2 separate regions of the Mus musculus genome follow, and region 2 is linked to region 1. The links are chromatin contacts, called in public Hi-C maps. All regions are on one chromosome and are shown on one strand. The core of a region is the stretch at or near the end of the contact, and the rest is flanking DNA. Distances in the headings are between cores, read along the strand shown.

Region 1 (3,048 bases), core at 230-2,729:
AAGATAACCCACCAGATGCCGACATTGACACAATGGTGACCTGCGAGGATGAGGCAGGAGGATCACAAGTATAAGGCCAGCCTGGACTACCGTGGGGCCCCGGGAGCCTCTTCCATGAATGCACGGCCCCCACCTGGAACTTGGGCACACTCAGCTCCATCAGTCAGCACCTACCATGAATGTGTCTCACGAATCACTGGCAGAGGCTTTCTGTGGAATCTTGCGATAAAGCTGGGCGTCCTAAAACTCAAAAGTGCTATCTGATCGGTCTGCACGTGGGCTCTCGGAGGGTCCCAGCTAGACCAAGGTCTCCAGCAGAGAGCACAGTGCCAAGGTTTCCTTCTCAAGTGTGCATTCATTCCACTGGAACAGAAAGTCACAGGGCTTAAAGCCCGAGCCCCAAGTTCTCCCAGGGTGTGAGCGTGTCTGGTCACCACTGTGGGCAGAACTGTCACCAGCATCTAGCAGGCAGTGGCTGGGGATACTGCTAAACCCCCATGATGTCCTGGGCAGCCCCAGCAAAGAGCTACTCAGCTCCAAATGCCAATAGCAACACCATTACCCCCTTGGGCTTCAGAAAAGACAACCACTGAGTCTCTCAGAAGTTCCCTGTACCCCCACCATGGCTATGCGCCACAGCTGCCATCCAGGTGAGGGTGAGGGAGGTTGTGGAGCCTCCCAGGAAGAGTGCACATCCCTGCTGGGGCAGACCTGACATCACCCAGCAGCTTCTTGGTGGCTGTGGGCGTCTCTGCCCCTGCTTTTCCTGTTCACTGCTTAAAAAGAGGAGGGAGCCTTATGTAATCGCAGCCTCATAGAACCTTCTGTCATTTTGGCACCCTTGGGCTGGGAAAACCCCCTCCCTCCTAAAATCCCATGGGGCATGGAATTCTTTCTTTCTGTTCTAAGCAAGCTCTACAGGTTACAAACTGGGCAACAGCAGAGTGAAAGAGCAGCCTTTGAAGGCACCTCTGCTGGCTGTCTGCACTCTCTGCATTCCCATCCCCCATCCCTCCACCATTTTCCCCTGCCATGGGCACCTTTATTATAGACTGCTGGTCCCCATCTCTACCCCCCTGCTCAGATGTTTCTGCCTGCCCGGAATTCCTCCCATTCCCACCATTTTAACAGCCTTGACCAGACCCTGTGAAACCCTTCCTGCCTAAGAGTTCCTGCAGTGCCCATCCCTGATATCAGCCCCAGCACTCCCTCCCCTCCCCTCTCCTCCCCTCTCCTCCTCTCCCCTCCCCTCCCCTTCCCTTCCCTCCCCTCTGATACCCACAAGTGCCTTCCTGCCAGATCCTGGTTCTCTTTGGGGGCCTGTGACTTAGTTCTGTGAAGTAGATGTGCTCTAAAATAGATGTGACTAAGCGTCCACAGGAACAGGCGGCTCTTGGTTCTCAGAGCGGAGGCTTCCAGTCCCCACAGTGGTTTCCAGGCACTCCTTAGGCACTCCTCGGGCTCTCTGAGGCACGTGGGATGGATCTCGAGGCAGTCACTTGCTCTCTCCATCCCGGGCAGCACCACCTGGCAGCCACCAGCTGCCATGCTAAGGGTGTGTGACTAGAGAAGATGACAAAATCCTAAAGTTCAAGTCTCTCCTCACTTTCCCCAGTGCGCTCCAGGACAGGATTGTGCCCAGGCACCGTACAAGAAAGAAACTGGTTTTTCAGATTTTCGTGCACTAATAAAATTACCTTCTCTAAAGAAGGCAATTTGCATGTTAATGTTTTGGGTAATTCTGTGCAGCTCCAATGCCCCCAGGGCTGCAATTTCTCTCTGACAGGGTGACAAAAATAAACTCCAGCATAAAGGAGCATTTCCCTTCCTGCCTCTGAGCTCCATGTGACGTTCTAATGCGAGTCAAGCTGGAACCCACTGCTCCATCTTCTGACACTGATCTACCTCCTTTCACCTCTCAAGTGACAGGCAGGCTCTGAAGAGCGCCTCGGGGTTGTCTCCTTGAGGACAGGGCTGGGACCCCTTGTGAGTGGACATCACCCCTACAGCCCACCTTCTCCCCCGAGGCCCAGCCTTCAGCTTCTCTAAATTCTCAAAGGTGCAGCTAGGTAAAAGGGCACCACCCACCATCTTGGGGTGTAGAGGGCCACCACATGGGTGTATGGAGTCTATGCAGCTGCCCTGCAAGGGACACGCTGTCCCATCAAGCTTGGGTCCCTCTGGTGACTTAATGAAATCAGGAAGGGAGCTTAATTCACAGGTGTCTTCTCCAGGCCAGACACATTGGTTACACATACATACATACACACACACACACACACACACACACACACACACACACACACACACAGAGCCTACCTGAGGCACTTCCCGTCTTCATGCATAGTGACTGATAGCCCAAGTAGGATGACAGTTGTGCTGTGTGTCACACAGGTGTTGCTCAGAGCAGCCAGGCAGACATGTAACACAGAAAACTTCCTGTAACCTAAGTATTATAGATAGATAGATAGATAGATAGATAGATAGATAGATAGATAGATATAATTCTGTAAAAGAAAATACCTTTCAATGAGCATAGCATAGAGTGATTTCTCTCAGGAGGTGGATCAGGGAGGTGCAACTGAAAAAAATAAACTCACTATGGTCAATAGCAACTGAGATTAGAAAGATGCAACGAGTCACCAGGCGGGATGCAGGGACAGGGCATTGTAGGCCTAGAGAGTGTTCTGGAGACAGAATGGGGTGGAATGGTAGGAAGGGAACACTGCTGTTCAAACCCACTAGAGAAAGGGATGAGGGACTTAGGAGAGTGTGGATTCCCTCCTGAGTTTCAGTCAGGGGAATGCAGGGCTGACCTGGTCTCTATTAGGCAGTTTCGGAGGCAGGAGGGCAGGTGAGGTGGGCACAGGTGTCCCACAGCCCGGCAGAGGTCAAACATCCCAGCAGGTGGAGAGCTTGGCTTGCTGTGTTTGATGTACAGAATGAAGTGTTTCAGGAAGCTGAGGTTGTAGGAGAGAAGTTTCAAAACTGACCCGGGGTTTCTGACTCCTGAAAGTAGGTAGGTGGAGGTGCCATTTATCAAGGTAG
Region 2 (3,048 bases), core at 143-2,642, 160 kb before region 1:
GATCTGCCTGGCTGGGAGGCCCCACTAGGTAGTAAGTTTAAACTTGTCCTACCGACCCCTGCAGCCTCACCTCCACAGTCCCAACCCCCGCTTCTTCAGTACTTTGTGGCCTACTGTGTGTGTATGTGCTCACACACACCCATGAACATACATGTATAGGTCAGAGGGCAACCTCAGTGTCATCAGTCAGGCACATCTGCCTTTGTGGGGTGCAGTTTCTCACTGACCAACCAGGGCAGGCTGGCTAACAAGCTCCAAAGAAACATCTGCCTCTGCCTCCCTGGTGCTGACATCACATGTCATGTGGGCCCTCTGTGCCCATTTTTAAAAACTGAATTCTAGGGGTTGAATTCAAGTCTCCCCGCTTACAAGTCAAGCACTTGACCGACTGGGTGATTTCTACAGCACCGTGCTGGGGTTTTAGGTATCGGCTCCTCGATCGCTCTTTGTGGCATGTTTTTGCCTAGACCTGTGGACTTCATCCTTCATGTCTCCTTCAGTCCCCAACGCTGTCTTATTTCACAGGACTGATGTTAATTCTTGTTTTCCTTTCTATCTTCATGTTGTTTTGAAACAGGGTCTCATGAAGAAGGCTGGCCTTGAATTTGTTAGGTAGCTGAAGATGGCTTTGAACTTGGCCCTCCTACCTTCCAATGGCCAGGCATGTTCCTCTCCACCTGGCTCAACTTTGATAATTCTTTAAACTCCGGGCAAGCCTTTTCTTTCTCTACCACGCCTGCTCTGCTGCCCATGTCTAGGGCATTGAGCTGTTTTCTTTACGATACGTATGACTACGTTTCCTTCTCTCTTTGTCCTACTAGGAGGTCTGATGGGTCTGACTGATCATCAGCACACAGTAGACAGTCAAGTACATTGGTCTAATTGAAAGGTTTTATCTCTTGGGAGGTTAGCCATTGAAGTTGGCCTGTCTGGTCAGCATGACTTGACCTGCCTCCCAAGAATGTACAACACACTTGGGCCAGAGGAGACTTACCAAAATACTTCCATCCAGCGAGAGGCCCAGGTAGTCACTCACTGGCCACCCTGCCCAGGTCTTGTCTCAGCCTCTACCTGGTCACGTGCCTCTTTCCCTTCTACAGCAGGAGGGAGTGGACATAAACAATGGGATGTCATCTGCTTTTGGCACACAACATCCTTAGAGGCTGGGGCCCATGGCGGCAGTGTCCAGTGAGTAAAAGACTGGAGACAGAAGCGAGGGGAACCAGATGTCAGAAGAATCAGATGATCCAAAGGCATGGCTTCCTCTCTCTCCATCTGCTTCAACTTTTCTCTTCTTATTTCCAAAAATAGATTGCCATCCTCCTCCCAGTGAAATGGCGCATGCTGTCCCTGTGTCCCTTGCTCACCAGCTGGTGCATTTCCTAGGGTGATGACATCATCTCCAGCTCAAGTTGCTGCTCCTCTCTGGACGTGAGAAAGTCTGCCTGTCCCATGCCTTAGCCCAAGCGTCAGCTGGCACCGGACTCATGCTGCCTGCACTGCCTACTTTGGGCTTTTCACACAGGCCTGTTTTTAATCTTCATTTGGCGTTGGCTGCTCCCATCACCTGCCACTTGTAAAAGCAGAGATGAGAGGTTGGAGTGGTCGGCTTGTGCTCTTGTATATGTAAACAGGCATATGTAACTTCCACTGTGCACATGTACCGAGACCTTGTGGTAGGCAGGCATTTCCTGAGACCTACCTAGTACCAAGTGCTAAAGCTACAAAACAGGTTGGAAATGTCCTTGCTCTTGGGTTTCTAGGCTGGGAGGATGAGCATCCATCCATTCATATCCATCCATCTACCCACTCATCCCTCCATCCTTTTGCTTACCCATCCATTCATCTGTCCATGCATCCATCTGTCCATCCACACATTCATCCATCCATCCATCCATCCATATGCTTATCCATCCATCCATCCATCCATCCATCCATCCATCCGCTTATCCATCCATCCATCCATCCATCCATCCATCCATCCATCCATATGCTTACCCATCTATCCATCCATCTATCCATCCATCCATCCATCCATCCATCCATCCATCCATATGCTTACCCATCTATCCATCCATCTATCCATCCATCCATCCATCCATCCATCCATCCATCTTTCTTTCACTTGAGAAGTTGAGGTTCTGATCTGTCTTTCCATGAAATCATGTTCTCATTCTTTACATGGGAGGAAGCTAAGGTTCTGAATGTTGAGTAACTTCCCAGCATCCCTTGGCTTCTGATGACATGTAGCCAGGACTTGGACACACACTGGACTCAGGCCTGTTTTCCCTTAGTCTTAGCAGACATTTACTGGGTGATTTTTTTAATACCCAGTATCCAAAGAATGAATCTTTGCTTTCAGTGGAGGGCACTGAGTGTCCTGGTTAGTTTTATATGAACTTGACACAAGCTAGAGTCATCAATTGAGGAAATGCCCCTGTGAGATTGGCCTGTTAGCAAATCTGTAGGGCACTATTTGATTATTGATTGATGTGGTGCTGCCCCTGGACAGGCGATCCTGAGGGGCATAATAAAGCAGGCTGTCCAAGCCAGGAGGAGGAGATCCATAAGTAGTGTTCCTCCATGCCCTCTGCACCAGCCCTTGCCTCTGGGTTTCTGACCTGACGTCCCAGGATGAATAGACTACAAGCTGTAAGATCAAATAAACCCTTTCCTCCCCAAGCTGCCGTTGGTCATGGTGCTTTATCAGCAATAGAAACCCTAACTAAGACACTGCTGATGGATGGTCCAAAGGAGATAGATGGGGCAGTCTGAAATGAGCTCAACACAGGCACTGTGCAAATCAGGGTAATAAAGGATGTGAAGTATGGGAGACAGGCAAGTCAAGGAAAGCTCTTATGGCCTCATTTAACCTGAAATGAAACAGTGAGCCAGAGTCCAAGGGACCAGGGTGCAAGTCCCCTCTATGTCTTCACTGACTGTGGGATACTGGGCAAGCCACCTCACTGTGTTTCACTGTTCCTAAAGGCTTGAGAAGACCAGAATATCACAAAGTGCCTGCATTCTGATCTGCAACTCTGTGGGGTT

What was found. A called contact is a pair of places that touch in the nucleus more often than the background predicts.
Region 2: a Hi-C map of cerebral cortex shows a contact between it and region 1, with 1.8 times the contacts expected there. The contact joins two enhancer-like sites. A contact is called at or near these places in 1 of 15 datasets of contacts at CTCF or cohesin (large pre-B cells), 7 of 484 Hi-C or Micro-C datasets (the G1E-ER4 cell line, cerebral cortex, embryonic stem cells and 3 more) and 2 of 115 datasets of contacts at active chromatin or transcription factors (the 230-238 cell line and embryonic stem cells).

The regions. Positions count from the first base shown.
Region 1 is chr2:35,766,767-35,769,814 of GRCm38.p6, reverse strand. All of the region lies in intron 9 of Ttll11 (tubulin tyrosine ligase-like family, member 11), which reads left to right. Among named protein-coding and RNA genes, the nearest start is that of 9030204H09Rik, 51 kb to the left of the region's middle. Within about 2 kb of position 1,479, at least 37 of the 459 cell types and tissues checked have an H3K27ac peak or open chromatin away from gene starts, as enhancers often do. A contact at or near this core is called in cerebral cortex, where this site is marked.
Region 2 is chr2:35,926,690-35,929,737 of GRCm38.p6, reverse strand. The region is part of intron 3 of Ttll11 (tubulin tyrosine ligase-like family, member 11); the gene reads left to right. Among named protein-coding and RNA genes, the nearest start is that of Gm35396, 45 kb to the right of the region's middle. Within about 2 kb of position 1,392, at least 12 of the 459 cell types and tissues checked have an H3K27ac peak or open chromatin away from gene starts, as enhancers often do. A contact at or near this core is called in cerebral cortex, where this site is marked.